Regions from separate parts of the Arabidopsis thaliana genome. Here region 1 is linked to region 2. A link is a contact called in public targeted proximity ligation data. All regions are on one chromosome and are shown on one strand. The core of a region is the stretch at or near the end of the contact, and the rest is flanking DNA. Distances in the headings are between cores, read along the strand shown.

Evidence for each region.
Region 1: a targeted proximity ligation map of shoot shows a contact between it and region 2, with 12 read pairs. A contact is called at or near these places in 3 of 26 Hi-C or Micro-C datasets (root, shoot and vegetative nucleus) and 1 of 2 datasets of targeted methods (shoot).

Annotation. Positions count from the first base shown.
Region 1 is chr3:20,242,322-20,245,847 of TAIR10.1, reverse strand. It overlaps AT3G54680 (proteophosphoglycan-like protein), which reads right to left and starts at 1,564. Exons shown (of 2, transcript NM_115325.5): 1 at 646-1,564; 2 at 1-159. The coding sequence starts at 1,280. The coding sequence ends at 159. TTN8 (Structural maintenance of chromosomes (SMC) family protein) reads right to left here. Exons shown (of 18, transcript NM_001339686.1): 15 at 3,423-3,526; 16 at 2,907-3,158; 17 at 2,289-2,516; 18 at 1,802-2,195. The coding sequence ends at 2,147.
Region 2 is chr3:20,209,542-20,213,109 of TAIR10.1, reverse strand. It overlaps DJ1F (Class I glutamine amidotransferase-like superfamily protein), which reads right to left and starts at 2,318. Exons shown (of 4, transcript NM_115317.6): 1 at 1,883-2,318; 2 at 1,179-1,652; 3 at 720-1,085; 4 at 1-413. The coding sequence starts at 2,062. The coding sequence ends at 234.

The DNA of each region.
Region 1 (3,526 bases), core at 315-2,814, 33 kb before region 2:
CTACAAATCTACTGAATCTTGGGGGTTGGTCTTTGATAATCTCTGGTTTGATCAAAAGAAGTGAGAAATGACAAGTCACTGTTTTCAACGTTCAGAAGTAAGTAAAGTTCCACCTCCATCATCGAGTGAGTTAACTAGGCATCATCCCAGCAAGCTCATCTGCACAGACAAATGAACTTTAGTTACAACTTCCCCCAGAAAATTATACAGAATAGAGTTGAGATGAGCAATGAACAGATATGATTCCATCATATAATATATATAGCTTTAAGTACACAACCTTGGATCAAACACACAAAAAAAGAGTAAAGGACAAACAAGAGTAGCTTCTCCACACAAAAAACACCTTCATATTACTTTCTCATCTCAAAATCGAATCCACGTGAAGATGACATTCTCTATGGTCAAACGAATCCTAATGTTCAGACACATGGTGGATTCGGCTCCCATGACTACTTCTTCAGCAAAAATCCAAACAACCAGAATAATCTCATTTCCAATTTTACTTAATTATCAGCATGAAAGGCAAAAACTATCAATAACGTAGAATAAATCTCAAGATAATTCCGTTGAGGCAGAGCTAAGAAGCCTAGACACTCTCTAGTAATGCTAGAACAACGATTATTACGAGAGGGATGAACATACCATCCGGAGGTGCCGGGTCGGTTTCCGGTTATTCTCGGATCCGTACGGATCCTCTCATACCCGCCCGATTTGGGCCGTCCGGGCTGTCCATAACCGAAATATTCCTGCCGTGGCTGTTCCTGGTTAGGCAATCTCTGATTCAGATTCGGATTCGGATCTCTAACTCGAGAAGAGTTGAGTCCAGGTTTCTCGTCTTTCCGAACAAAACCTGGCCTAAGATGCGGCGGCACGAACCGATCAGGTTTCGGGGACAATGAAACCGGAGTTGGAGCATTTACCTCCGGAGCCTTGTTGATTTCAGGAGTCCGAATTGGAAAAGAAAGCGAGGAACTAGATCCTGTATGACCTAAGGGACGAAGAGAGATCTGACTCGGATCTGGATCAGAGATGGCTTGATTTGAAGGAATCCTCGGAGCTGTAGAGATAGGAGGTGCGGTCGTAGTGGTGGTGGGAGCAGCGGAGGGAGATCTTAGAGGTTTGGGGGAAGATTTGGTGAGGACGAGCATACGGCCATTGGAACGAGCGACGGAGGAATAAGAAGCAGAGGAGGAAGATGAAGAAGATGAAGGAGGATCTTTGTGAAGGATGTGGTTGAAGTTGATAGAGGTGTATTTGTTGTTGGCTCTTGCCGCCATTCAATTTTCTTTCTTCTTATTCTTATTCTTCTTCGTCTTCTCTCGCTGTAGCTATAAGTTTCTAAGGTTAGACGGACGAAGAAGAACTAAAGAATCAATGAATTGATGAATCTCTGGTTTTCTCGTTTTCTGTTTTTTTTATTTTCTCTCTCTCTGCTTCCTCTCCCACCGTTGGTTTCTTTATTTTTTTTAAAAGGTACTTACTTTAATGATTACGAAAGAGGACAAGAGAAAAGGAAGACGCAAGTGATGTCAGTAGTAGGCATATGACACGTAACCCTCGAATTATAATATAGAAAATAAGAAGAATATGAGTTAAGGACAAATTCTGAAGCTCTGTTGGATCTTATCCGTTAATATATAGGATTACGGAATTTTAAGACTAAATTCTGAAAAGTCAAACCTTTTGGATTCAAGCTTTTTGTGGGTTAAATCATTCATTGTTGTGTCGTTCTAATTTAAAGCTTTTTTGAAAGTCGATTGGGACGACAAAAATGGCTTTTGAAGATTTGATTTCTAGTCCGACGAATTAAAGAAACATTTGTCTTTACTTCTACTTTGACAACATGTCTCCAAAAACTATTATCAAAACATAAAACGTCAATCAGATGCAGCTAAAATCACGAGTTTCTTATAGTATCACATAAGAAAAGGTTCCATAGGTTCTCTACAGTGTCAGAACTTATAAGGTCCTATGCCAAATCAAATCGCAAATAAAGCACCTTACCACTGTGAAATACCTTTTAACATTGTGACACAAAAATTACAAACCTAACAATCAAACATCATTCAGTACTTGCTATACTTACAAAGTTAGGGTTCTTATACTTACCTAAACCCTAATCCCCCGAGGGTTGTTGAACCAATCACGATTCTTGGTAGTTCCTAAGGTCAAATGACATTGTACTTGAGCAACTGCAGCCAAAAATACATCTCCAACGAGTTCTCAGATATTATGCCAATAAAATAGACGCATGTACAAAAGATTTATGTGGATATTCTGCTTACCTCCTCTCGGTGTCTCTGTAAACTCCAACCAGAGCCTCCGCCTTGTCATAGAAGCTGTCCTTGAGAGATATTACAATGCTTTGGAAGCCATTCCCATCCTCTGCATCCTGATTGTCACGTGCGGCTTGGCATGACTTGCTACGAATGAATTTAGCAACTTTTGCCACGTTTAGATTATCAAGCGCAGCATCCACTTCATCAAGTATGAAAAAGGGTGAAGGCCTATAGCTGAAAAATGGAAAGGTAATCAACACCACAAACTTCATCAAATCCTCATAACAACTGACCATGGAAACTTCTTTTGCAGAACAACCATGCTATATTTACACGAGAGCGTAGGCCAAATTTCAGATCGTAAAGAAACAAAAAGCGATTTTGAAGATGGGTATTTTACTAGGAACAGAAAACCTAAGACGATGCCAGACTGGTAAAACCAATGCTAAGGAGTCAAACAAATCTGATGGTTCCAGACACAAATAACAAATTTCATCTGGCAAGATCACCATCTTCTAGTCCAATTTCAAAGAGTGAAACTAAACACCACAGATAAATCAATATGAACCTACAAAATCACTTTTAACATTGAAACAAATGGGATATCTAGGTCGTTGAGGATACCTATGTATGGAGAAGAGCAACGCCAAGGCCGCAACTGTTTTCTCTCCTCCAGAGAGCTGTTCCATGTCACGAAATCGCTTTGTTGGGGGCATTGTAGTATACTTTATACCATGTAGAAACGGATCATCCTCATTTTCTAGGTTTAGATAAGCAGTCCCACCCAGTGGGTGCGTATTACTCTTGGTTAGTTGCTTATAGATCTTGTCAATGTTGCTAGCAATGTGGTTGAAAGCTTCCATAAATAGCTCATACCTGCACAACAATTTGAAATGAGCAGAAAAAACTATAATGGAATATATTAGTTGGGAAAAAACTGAATATGTTCTTTGTACATGTGCATGTGTGTGCATTGTATCCAAACAGTAACTTTGACAGGTAATTTCCCCAGAACTAGAATCTTCAGACTTTTACTTGTTCGGTATTTGGTTTCACCATAATACCATATAGTCGTTGATATTTGGTAACAATTGTCTTCAAAGCTCTAGATATCATTTCACAAGAGAAATTTCGAGTTACCTCTTCTGCTTAACAGTATTAAAGGCATCCGCTACTTGCTTCTCCTCTTTCCTGGCCGCTTCAAACTCCTGGCTAACTTGTTTTTCTTTCTCTTGTATAGCCTC
Region 2 (3,568 bases), core at 1,069-3,568:
AATAGAGCTTGTTTACCAAATGTAAAACGAGGAGAATGACAACTTGATAGTGGTAATTTCTTATAAAAAAACACAATTAGAAGAGGTGTAAGCAAGTGTGGCAACTCTTCTTCCCATATATATATGCAAATCCAAGCTTGTACATAAATAATTAGAGGGACGACCTTATATTTCGACATACAAAGATATGTTTTTATTTTTTTAGGCATTAGACGTTAAAGCACCACTTGACATTAGAATACAACAGAGAGACCAAGTGCAGTCGACAATGCATACAAAAAGGCAGGAAGATCGGAAGTTGATGCGGCTGTGACCAGCTTGTCGTCGGTCACGCACCGTTCAGATTCCACGATCTCACCACCAGCAACCTTCACAGCCACCTTTGTCCCATAACTACTTGCACATCTCTTCTTCTGCAATGTAATAATATAGCATGCCACAATGGGAATTAGATGAGTTATAACAAGCTGGCAAAAATTATAATCTATGCTAAGGAAGTGGTGCCATAAATGTGATGAATTATATCTTACTAACCTTCAACAATATGCTGGAATAATATTAGTCATAACCATAACCATAGGAGATTCCTATGTGCTTAGAGCAACTTATCTTGACATTTTTGTTTCGTTTAAATTAAAATATGGTTTGGTTCGGCTTCAGTTTTAACTTTTAAGTCTTTAGAATAGTAAAACGAATTTTTGTAAAACGGTGTATATTACCTTAAGGGCGCCTGTGGCGGCAAGTAGCCAATTTCCCATTCCAATGGCAGCAACAAACTTGCCTTTCTCAACAAACTTTCTGACCAATTCGACGGCCTTGGGGTTCATCACCAAGAGCTCCGGAGATCTTCCTCCGGGAACCACAATGCAGTCGTAATCATCCACAGAGACATCATCCCACGCAACGGTCACATAGAAGTTGTGACCAAACTTCTCAGTAGGAAGTTGCCGTCCGTCTTCAAGGTCGTGTACGATTGTAGCGCATTTCTCACCTCTCTTCTTGGTTGGCGTCACTGCATCCACTTTACATCCCAAAGCTTGAAACGCTTTAAATGGTACGTTGATACTATAATCTTCAACACAATCCTAAATATACCAAAATTACGTATTAGTCAGACCATTTTTTTAATTCCAATATATAAAGTCTAAAAGAGAGTCTTATGAAAATAAGCTACTTACCCCAATCAAGAAAAGCAAAGAAGTCTGATGATTCTCTTTAGAGCTAGAAATCTTGGAGCCAAGTGATTCTAACAAAACTTTGAGACTATGGCCAAGCGTTGGCCACCCCATAGTGGACATGAAACTGCCGTCCTTGACACAATCAGTGATTTCGAAAAGGGTCTGGACTCCAGGCTGTTGCCACCATGCGCCGCCGGAGAGCTCGATAAACGGTTTCATGCTTTCGAACGCCGTGCACTTCATTCCACCGGTGAGCAGACCTGCCGCCGCAAGAAACAGCTGGCTGTGGCAGCTCGTGAAGATGAGCTTCTTGAGTTCGGCGAATCTAGCAACAAGACTCACGCATTTCTCGTCGGCGCTCAAAAGTTCCGTGAAACGTCCACCGGGAATGATGATGGCGTCGTATTGGTCGGGGATGACGCCATCGAAGTTAGCGTTTAGTGTTAGATGGTCAACCACCAGTTCGGTGTATATCTGTAAAAAGGTAAAAGTCAAATTGAAACTCTTCTTTTTTACTGTTAAGAGTAGGCCCATGCATTTTGGGTTGAGACCACCCAATTATCTAAACTTTTTGGATAAAGATAATAAAGGGGAAAGTCCACCCAATTATGAGCATTTGATCGCATTGTTTTACTAAATATGCAAAGAACGATTGCAAGGGAAAAAAACTGAAATGAAGAAAAAGTGAAAGATTCGAGAAATGCCTCGAGGCCAAGGAGATCGTGAGCGGCCATGACGCACTTGTCGCCAGTTTTGCGACCAGGAGAAACGCAGTGGACGCTAACACCAAACGCTTGGAGGACGTAGAGAGGTACTATAGTCTCGTAGGCTTCCATGAACTCTCCGCATAACATCAAAACCGATTTCTGAGCCATTGATCCCATTGTTTTTTCTTAAGACAAGCACACACAACTAGTGTGTATATATATGAGTTCAAATTATCACAGTGTACTTTTTTTTTCTCCAATAAAAAAAGAGATAAGGTTATATATATAAGTGGATACGTTGCTCTATTTGGAGATTATTAAAAAATAATTTATAGAAAACTACAACAATTTCTATTTCGTTCAAAAAATATAAAGTGGTTTAGTTCGCGATTAGACTAGTTTGCTACGTCTACTCTCACCATTTAAAATTGAAGAGAGTTAAAATAAACACGTGTTAATTGCAAATTCCCTACGCACACCAACCTCTCACCTACTTGACATCTTCTTATGCATAACCCGGGAAGCCAAATAAAAACGGTAAGGCCAGATTAAGTGGGGATGACAAAGAAGTAATTGTAAAAAAAGTTTGTTGCCTCAGAGCCAGCAAAATAAAAAAACGTATTAAGATTTGTTTTCTTAACAAAATTAAAATTGAAAACAAATCTTAAACAATTAATGAAGAAAAGTAAATTACAAGGCTTGCATTTTATGTAAATGGCAGAGTGCATGCAGCAATGAAACTACTTTATTAAAACAATAAAACTTAATATATTCTTAGTTAATTTATATATACATTTCTTCTATTTTTAAAAAAAAATACAGTGTACTCCAAACTTTATCAGAATGGTCGAAAATAATCAATTACCATATGATTAAAAGAACATATAGAATTTGGAAACATTAATCAAAAAAATTATTTTAAGCATATTGTTGGATTTCTTTAAATTGAACGGTAAAAATATTCAACATAGTAAATGATAAATGTGACATGTAGTGATTTTATGTTTTATAGCTTCTCTAATTCTCTCTTATCTTGTTTAGTTCTTTGTGTCACAAGAGACATGCAACGGAAATGATGTAACTCTATAGTCTATGAGTTGGGTTGGGTCGATTAGCCTCATGGACTGCTAAAACCATTCGAAAGCAGACATTTACACTTATTGCATAACGCTTCAAGGTAATTGGAGGGAGACCGGTTTTCAATGTCAAAATGGTCGAATCACCAATCCAGCCATCATGATTCCACAAGTGTGTAACAGTCAAAACATATATATAAGAGTTACTAACGTAGAAACCTTATCATAAATAAAAAAAAGAGGGGAAAATGGTAGTATTCATGGTATAATTAGTAGCCTGCTTATGGATTGAAATTCTACCCTAAGAAGATTTATTAATTGTAGTGCGCTTGCGACATATAAAAATATAGAATTCAAAAACCTAATCATATCATATGCTAACATATTTGTGAGCGTTGAACATCTTGCAGCTTGGAAACAAGCTTCCCTAAAAGAAGAGTCCATAATTTCTGTCACACCTCCAACGTTTAATCTAGATCCCCCTATCTTGATCTCTGTTTAATGCGCCTTGGCATGAAGATGGCTCTGAGCGGATATAGTTGGGTTCTAGTGAAACAAAACTTAGTTCTTCATCAAGGTCTCAGAAGTAGCCGTCGGAGTTTATTGT